Linked DNA regions of Mus musculus: region 2 is linked to region 1. A link is a contact called in public ChIA-PET data. All regions are on one chromosome and are shown on one strand. Each heading gives the region's core, a stretch centred on a gene start, on an enhancer-like site or on the middle of the called end of the contact. The rest is flanking DNA. Distances are from core to core; before and after follow the strand shown. Region 1 has its middle 22 kb from the start of Dynll2. Region 2 holds the start of Mks1 (MKS transition zone complex subunit 1).

What was found. ChIA-PET counts read pairs in DNA pulled down with a chosen protein or histone mark.
Region 2: an RNA polymerase II ChIA-PET map of memory CD8 T cells shows a contact between it and region 1, with 26 read pairs. The contact joins the promoter of Mks1 here to the enhancer-like site in region 1. A contact is called at or near these places in 1 of 15 datasets of contacts at CTCF or cohesin (CD8 T cells), 16 of 484 Hi-C or Micro-C datasets (CD4 T cells, CD8 T cells, ECoMG myeloid progenitors and 7 more), 3 of 115 datasets of contacts at active chromatin or transcription factors (CD8 T cells, bone marrow-derived dendritic cells and memory CD8 T cells) and 2 of 9 other capture datasets (adipose tissue and liver).

The regions. Positions count from the first base shown.
Region 1 is chr11:87,963,595-87,968,063 of GRCm38.p6, reverse strand. No RefSeq gene overlaps it. Among named protein-coding and RNA genes, the nearest start is that of Dynll2, 22 kb to the left of the region's middle. RefSeq lists an enhancer at 1,459-2,503. Within about 2 kb of position 1,768, at least 82 of the 459 cell types and tissues checked have an H3K27ac peak or open chromatin away from gene starts, as enhancers often do. A contact at or near this core is called in CD8 T cells, effector CD8 T cells, memory CD8 T cells and 1 more, where this site is marked.
Region 2 is chr11:87,851,135-87,855,603 of GRCm38.p6, reverse strand. Mks1 (MKS transition zone complex subunit 1) reads right to left here and starts at 2,389. Exons shown (of 18, transcript NM_001039684.3): 1 at 2,275-2,389; 2 at 1,758-1,867; 3 at 556-626; 4 at 1-132. The coding sequence starts at 2,354.

The DNA.
Region 1 (4,469 bases), core at 519-3,018:
GTGGAAAGTAGCTTAGGCTTTTGGAAGGAAAGTTTTTACAGCAGCTAGCACTTTCTGACGTTTCTACCCGGAGAAGTTCTAGTTTCATATTTCGTAATGACTCCAATGTAAGGTTCTCGAAAACGAGGTCACATCCTCCGTTGTGTTTCGCTTTACCTAGCAAGCACCATTGTCCTGGGTATGCAAACCCTCAAACCCTCAAGCTTCAAAACGTGAATGTACTTGAATACCCGTGGAGAAGCAGCGCCATCTTCTGGTCTGAAGGAATACTGCAGCACAGAGCCGGAGAGGTTTGGTTGACCTGAGCCGCAGGTGGCAAGGCCATGCTGGAACCAGAACTCTTGTGTTAAAAACCACTCCCAGAGCCTGGAAAATTATGCTCTCCTGAACGCTCTGTTTTGGCTTTTAAACCACAGTCTTAAGCGGATGTGCAGCTAGGAAAAGCCATTTTGTCTAGGCTTTTGCAAGGGTGGAAATGTAACTTATTGAATGTGTTATTTGCTGAGCACTGCATCTGTATTTTTACTTTATGTGTGTGCATGTGGAGGTCAGAGGTTAACCTCTGGGGTTATCTTCAAGAAACGTCCACTGTGATTTTTTAAAAAGATGTACTTATTTTATTTATAGGAGTACACTGTAGTTGTCTTCAGATACACCAGAAGAGGTCATTGGATCCCATCACAGATGGTTGTGAGCCACCATGTGGTTTCTGGGAATTGAACTTAGGACCTCTGGAAGAGCAGTCAGTGCTCTTAACCACTGAGCCATCTCTACGGTCCGTCCACTGTGATTTTTGAGACAAGATCTTTCACTGGCCTGGAGCTCTCCTGACGAGGTTTGCCTGGTGCTGGGGTTACAAACCCAAGTCACCATGTCCCATTTTTTATTAACGTGGATCCTGAGGAGTGAACTCAGGTCCCCCCTTACTCACTTATCTGGTAACAGTCTGGTCCTTCCAGGCCTTGCTTTCATTAGGCAGGCTTGGAAGGATACTCACCCTCACTCTTATTTCTGGCTCTAGGCAGGAAATACGTGGCTATGGCTCTCTCGCCTTTCTCGGGCGTCAGATAGTTTTGTTACACACATGTACTGATCAATGTCCTGTTGAATACCAGAGCGGAGGCCCTGCACACCTCTGGGGCTTGCTCTCTACGTGGCACTCAGCTCTCCAGCAGTTGGCCACCTTGGTTGGTCCTCTGGCCTCTGTTTAACTCTCCAGAGCTCAGTAATCCTTGGCTTCCTTAGCTGCCCCTCATCCGCACCTAGGCAGGACGGTGGGACTCTCATTGTTTATTTTCCTGTCTCTCAGTTGTGGTCATCCGTTAGCCTTCCCCGCAGTGCCCAGATTCTTGCCTTGTTATTTTGATTGCTCGACAAGAAGATAAGGCTGTTGGCGACTCTTCATCTTGTGTGGAAGTCTGAACCTATCAACGGGATCTTACCGTATACCTTACACCAGCAGCTGTTCCCTCTGTTTCTGAGGTTGGCCTGAGGCGAGGGAGGTCTGCTGGGGAGGCACCAGTCTGCAGACTGCTGAGTTTGCTGGCTGTTGATTGGAGCGGCCTAGGTAACTGGGCCACGTGTCTCTCATCAGCTGGCGGACCAGCCTGGGCTTGCTTCTAGGAGCACGCACTCCTAAGAAGCCAGCTGTCATCGTTCTTCAAGGCTGTTCTAGAAACATTTTACTCTTTGCTAGTGCAAGCCACCACCTCAAGGGCAGGATGAGAAACAGACCAACGGTGGTGGGAGGAGCCTCTGTGATGGGAGGAGTCTCATAGTCATGCGGGACTGCACAGATGCCGGAAGGGGCGGGGATGTACAGCCAAGTTATCTTTTATAGACATTATCATTATTTTAATCCTTGCAGCAAACCAGGGTATAGATCTTGTCATTGATACTTTACAGACATTAAGAGCTCACAATGGGAGGCAGAGCCAGGTTTTGAACTAGGGTCTTCCTGCCTCTGCCCCGTCTCTAGCCGTTGTATCACATACTTGGTGTGCAGTGTGTGTAGTTCTGACTACAGGTAGATGTATTCAGCACCAGGAATAGACCATTCCCTACCGTGGTCCCCGTTGCAGGATGCTTACCACAGCTTTGAATTCTTCCTAACACTCCCACAGCCTCTCCAAGCAAACACAAGACCCTGTCCCTGGGGGTTCCTTCCCCTTAGGGCCTTTGGGGCTCAGGGACACTCTAAGGGAGGCATTTTGTGTAGAGAACCAGGTGCTGATCATCTGTGTCTCCAGCTAGCCTGTGCCTCAGGTGATAAGTCAGGCAATCCTCCCTCTCTGTGCCTGGATAGTTCCAGAAGCCTCAATGGCTCCCTGGTGTCCCCTCCAACTCCTCATATAGAATTTGTCATGTTTGACTAAACTGCTCTCTTTCCCATGGGCTTCTGCAGGGCCTCTCTCTGTCTCCCTCCCAGTTTCTCTCTCTCTCTGCCTCTGTCTCAGTCTCTGTCTGTCTGTTTCCTTTCTCTCATTTCCTGGCACACAGCTCTGTATCATCTCACTTAACCCACTTCCCCATGTGATTTCTCACCACCCAGACCCATTTCCTCCCTAATTTAATCAAGAGATTAAAGCCACACTGTTTTTCTCTTCTGAGTGTGGCTAATGAGCTGCCTCTGTCTCCAATCCTGATCTATCGTGGCCCCTCCCACCCTCTCTCGAGTGTCCATGCGTTGCCTGATCACTATTTTGTAGTTTTGTTTGACTCAAAACATCTAGAGCAAGCAGGCCCAGCTGGGGTCCAGTGAGGAGCCCAGAGAGACAGTGTAAGTGATCCACAGCCCAGGATTGCAGCTTTCCTGCAGAGGTCAAGGGCAGCCTGGTCTACATAGTGAGTTCCAGGCCAGCAGTGCTACGTACGTACCAAGACAGGGAGATCCTGTCTCAAAAGACTCCAAAGAAAAACAAACAGAAAGACAAAGTAAATGAGAGTTTCAGGAATCTGGGGGCCTGAAATCTTAGATCGAAGGATGACCTTGGACAGCAGAAAGTTCAGGCACTTTGGGAGATGAGTGTCTTTAGACTGTCCCTTCGGTCCCTATCCTCAAAGGCACCTCCTTTTGCCTTGTGTCTAGCTGGTTCAGGGAGATGGGCTCCATCAGTAACTAACTATAAGACGGCTTCCCAGGGAGAGCGGAGACAGAGACAGTGGGAAGCCACCAGCCAGCTCTCCACAAGGCAGAGTCCTGCTCCTCCTTCAGATAAGCTGTGAGGTGCTTTGTCTCTGTCACTGTCTATCCATGCTGTGGTCTCCAGTTAAGGTCTAGAGACTGTGGCATTGTCACTAAAGCTTTGGGAGAGAAGACAGGTCTTTTGTCTATGTGATATTTTTGTCCTAGAGCAGGCCACAGAGACTCCCTTCAGCTGTGGTGGTTTGAATACGTGTTTGAATGCTTGCCCATAGGGGCTAGCACTATTAGAAGGTGTGGCCTTGTTGGAGGAAGTGTGTCACTGTTGGGGCAGGCTTTGAAGTCTTAGATACTCATGCTAGGCTTAGTGTGGCATTCACTTCTGCTGCCTATGGATTAAGATGTAGAACTCTCAGGTACCTCTCTAGCACCATGCCTGCCTGCACGCTGCCATGCTTCCCACCATGGTGACAATGGACTGGACCTCTGAAACTGTAAACCAACTTCAATATAAAGGTTCATTTTATTTATTTATTTATTTATTTATTTATTTATTTATTTATTTTGTGTTTTTTTTTTTTTTTTTTTTTTTTTTTTTTTTGAGACAGGGTTTCTCTGTGTAGCCCTGGCTATCCTGGAACTCACTCTGTAGACCAGGCTGGCCTTGAACTCAGAAATCTGCCTGCCTCTGCCTCCCAAGTGCTGGGATTAAAGGTGTACGGCATGGTTCATTTTATAAGAGTTACCCTGGTTATGCAATATCACAGCAATAAAACCTAATAAAAGACAGAAATTCAGGAGCTGGAGAGGTGGCTCAGCGGTTGAGAGCACTGACTGCTCTTCCAGAGGTCCTGAGTTCAATCCCCAGCAACCACATGGTGGCTCACAACCATCTGTAATGGGATCTGATGTCCTCTTCTGGTGTTGTCTGAAGACAGCTACAGTGTACTCACATACGTAAAATAAATAAATAAATAAATCTTTTTTTTTTTTAAAGGCAGAAATTGGTTCTAGAAGTGAGGTATTGCTGTGATAGGCTTGATAGTGCGTTTGTTTGGAGGAATGTGGACTTTGGGACTTTGGACTAGGAAAGCAGTGGAATGCTTTAAACGGGGCTTACTGGGCCATCCCAGCAGGAATATGGAAGATACTGGTGCTGATGGAGATTTGAACTACCGGAGCCTGGTGTGAGAGGTTTCAGAGGGGAAGAATATTAATATGTGGCTGAGAAACTATTCCTGTGATATTTTGGCAAAGAATGTGGCTGCTTTCTACCCTTGTCCACCTTTTAGTCTGCCTGAGGCTTAAGTGAAGAGTTTTGGATTAA
Region 2 (4,469 bases), core at 1,140-3,639, 110 kb after region 1:
CGAGTCAGTGTAAGTGAAGATTCGCCGGTTTTTCCTGCCGCCAGAATTCTCCAGTTTCAAGATCTCTTGGCGGTACTGATGATCCAGTGGGCTCTGGCACGCGGATTCATTTTGGTACAGGTCGACTTCAAACTGAGGTCACCACAAAGAAACAGATCAGCTGGGACTACCTCAAACTTCGGTTCCTGCAGCTACTGAACCAAATCACTTCTAGCGCTAGCTGACACGTTTTGAAAACCGACTGTCACTTTGTTCAAAAAATGAAGGGCAGGGGGAAAAAAATCTAAGAATATTCGAGTTAAAAGGATCCAAGCTGATGTTCTAATCCAACCTTGTTGCTAGAGATGTTATAGAGCCCGGAGATGGGGAGTGCCTTACCTAGAACGCTAAACTGAACATGGCAGCCGTTATATTACAATAGCCACATAAACATAACATAAACATAAGTATAAGCCACCACAACCTTTCCTGGAGATGAGTTTGACGGTATGAGTCACTGGCCCGGTGGGAGTCAGGTAGGTGGAGGTAGACTGAAGACAAGAAATGCTGGCTCACCTGGCTAAAGAGCTTTTCCTGCCATCCAATTACAACCTCTTCCTCCTCTTCTTCGTCAGGGCGGTGTCCACCTCCAAACACAACAGAGTGAGTCAGACCAGCAACATTTCTTCCTCTCTGGTTGATTACAACCAGTGTTCCTATTCTTGTCTCATTTGGGTTTTAAAATTTTTTGCTATTGTTGTTTGGAAGTGTCTCATTCTGCAGCCCGGTCTGACCTCACATTCCAGATCCTCCTGCCTCGGCAGAAAAACGCTGACATTACACGTGTATACCACCAGGTCTGCCTTCAAAGTCCCTACTCACATTGACCGCAAACCCCACTGGAATTTAGTGACTCACTAAGCGCTCACTCTAAACATAGAATGCAGGTGGTGGACATACTTTGGTTAATACTAGAAGCAAGATTAGGGCCTGAGGTGTCCTAATCATTACTCTAATTTGAATAAAAGGTAGCTCTGCCTTCCAAGAAACATTCTCTAGTCCCGTATAAGGCACTAGAGTTTAGCTAGAGGCTGAAGGGCCAGCCCTTCCTCAATCCTGGCTGAATTTGCTAGATAAGGACCCTGATGTTTTTCTGAAACCACCACCGAATCATCCAGAAACACAAGATGCATGATTTGTGATCTGCCAGGCTACCCTTTTTGCCTAAGAATATTTCTGAGTAGAAAGAACAATGACAAAAGCATGAAAAATTATTGGCCAAACACGACGGTCCTGTCCTTTCTTTTGGCTTTCAAGGCAAGAGGAAAAAATCATATTTTCGTGCAAACTCCTGTTTTAAAATTGTTTTTTAAGTGTATTTATACATACATTTGGAGTTTGGAACATATTTCTCTTAGAAGTCCTTTCCCCATCCCCCAAGTCACAACTCGGGTAAGATGGCTCAAGCCCCAGGATTCATCTGGTGAAGAGATAACTGAACTGGTTCGCAAAAGTTATCCCCTGAACTTCACTCTCGCACTGTGGCATGGGCGTGCACACACACACAAAAGTAAATTACAATGTAAAAAAATAAATAAATAATAAAAAATTAAAAAGATGATTGCCCAGGTTCATTCAAATGCTTCTATATTCCTCGGCTAGGTGACACTGGGCAATAAACTCAACCTCTCTGAGCCTTCCGTTCCTCCTCTGTACCTCTACTGCCCCGCACCCCTGCCTTAGTCTCAAATGAATGTAGCGTCATCACAAACACCCACTAGCAGCTTGCGGAGGCCTAAAAGTGGCCAAGTCTATGAGGTCCTTCCCCATCTGGGCAGCAGGCTGGTAATGAAGGAAGTTGCTTGATGTGATTCTTTGCAGATGAACTCTGTCAAGAGAAGAGAAGCCCCAAATACGCGTGTCAGAGACACACAGCAAGGAGATATACAGAGCATGAATCGGGGAAAGAAATCACAGAGGCAGAGAAGTCAAGGCTGCTGCAAAGAAGAGGTGGGTAGGGGCGTCTGCTGGATAAATCAGCACAGGGACCCGAGGGGTTTGAAAGTGGCGAGAACTTGAAGGGACTTGGGCAGGGTGAATCTGAAAGGTGTACTTGGAAGCTTTCAGTGGAAAAAGATCCTGATAACAAGACGCGCGCAGAGATGGCAGAGGAAGTAGTTGGGATTGTAAGCGGAAGTAGGGGCCTCTGAGCATCTAAAAGCTTAGGGTGGAATAAAGTTAGGGGGCCTCGGAGCATAAAGTTAGGGGGCCCTGAAACTGGGGTCGAGTGACTACCGGAGGCGCAGGTTGCGCACGGGGTCCCGGGAGCGATACACGGCCTCGCCGGTGTCAGTGCTCCAGACCGCTTCCGCCATGACAGCTGCTTCGCGCTGCGACCGCGCCGGAAAGCGTGGTGCCTCGTTCCCCTGGCAACGGAGACGCTGGCTTCTTAGGCAAGGGAGGCGCTGCGCGCGCAGCTCTCCACGTCTGCGGGAGCCAGTCCCTAGCCTGGCAGCGGGACCCTCAGCTGTCCTGTGTGAGTAAAGCTCACCTCCACCCAAGGTGAAAGTTGGTGCACTGCACAAAAGAGAAAACCGCCATCAGCTACTTTGTTTAGGTGCAAAAATGGTGATGGTGGCCAGAACCAGGTGACCTGAGTCCTTACTTTCTGATCAAACACTGCCTTCCACTGAACATTTGAAAACTTCGGCCTAGGGGGCGTGGAGAAATGGCTTAGTGGTTAAGAGGTTAGTGACTGGACTTTCAGAGGAACTAGCAGGCCCAGATGGCCACTCACACCTGTCTCTACTCCAGTTCCAAAGGGTCAGACACCTTGCCGCCTTACAGTACACATGTGTTGCACAAACATGTTCACCATTATGCATAAAATAAATTTAAAAAAATTTAAGGAGAGAAAACTCAGGCCTAAACAGTTGGTGGATATGACTAAAAGGACATGCAAACAAAAATTAAAAAACAGCCGGGCAGTGGTAGCGCACGCCTTTAATCCCAGCACTTGAGAGGCAGAGGCAGGCAGATTGCTGAGTTCGAGGCCAGCCTGGTCTACAGAGTGAGTTCCAGGACAGCCAGGGCTATACAGAGAAACCCTGTCTCAGGAAAAAGAAAAGAAAAGACAGGAAAAGAAAAGAGAAAGAAGAAGGAGGAGGAGGAGGAGGAGGAGGAGGAGGAGGAGGAGGAGGAGGAGGAGGAGGAGGAGGAGGAGGAGGAGAAGAAGAAGAAGAAGAAGAAGAAGAAGAAGAAGAAGAAGAAGAAGAAGAAGAAGAAGAAGAAGAAGAAGAAGAAGAAGAAGAGAAAGAAAGAAAAAGAAAAAAAGAAAGAAAACATTCCTGGAAGAAAAAAAACCTGTGGGGCAGGTATATTAGTAGTTTTGTTGGTATGCACTGAGCCAGAGAAATAAAAAACAAGGAAGCCAGCAGAAAGGAAGGAAAGGGTGTTTTCCCTGGGGCATGTTGGTTCTGGATTATTAACCAGTTAAGACTCCGAGCCAGCCCCTGAAAAACCACCAGAGTGACATTCAGAAGTCATGGTTCACTGGCACATCCAAGGAAAGATGGTATAAGTTTAATTCCGGCAGTTTGGCAATATCAATATTGACAATTAGTATTTGACGGTTGCTACTTATTCATCCGAATAAGCAATTGTTGCCTGGCCTGGGACATTTCATGGCCATCCGATTATAGAGCAGAGAAATCATGAGCACCTAACTATTCATTGTGTGCACTAAGAACTCACCACAAATAGCACCTACTCATTTTTCATTTGTATTGCCTGTAACCCTCCCAAAAACCTCTCCAAGAGGTACTTTATTCCTATTTAAAGGATGAAGTTACCAAGGGCCAGGAATTAAGTATGGGGTGTATTAATGAGTGCTGACGTGGGAAAAACAGATTCCAACCTGGTCTGGCTTTTGTGGCCTCAAACCTGCCACCAACTTACTGTCTCCCACCCACATCCTTAAGAACATACAATTTCCAATTAAGGGATGATTTCTAGACACTGAAACCATGGAGATTAGAAAGGAAGTCACTTCGAGATTTTGTTTAAGATGAGAACAGCCAGGAGAGGTGGTTTGTGTTTGGATTGTCAGCACTGGGGGCATACATGGAAGGATTTCAATTTAAGACCTCATTTTAAACAAAACAAAAGAAAAACAAACCAACCAAATCGATCAAGAGCTGTAGAAATGGCTCAGTGGGTGAAGGCCTCTGTCATGAAACATGATAACCTGAGCTTTATCCTTGGAACAAGAAAACTGACTTCACAGAGTTGTCCTCTGACCTCCACACTTTGTGGCACGTGCGTCCACACACACCATCACCACCACTAATAATGATAGTAAAGTTAAGCTTTTCTTCATGGAACCTTCCAGGCCATGTGTCAAGGGGAGGTTGAATATCTCCTTCCCAGCCACTGGCTGTGAGAAACTCATTGGAGCGGACAACAAACGTAGCATCGTGTGTTCTGTGACA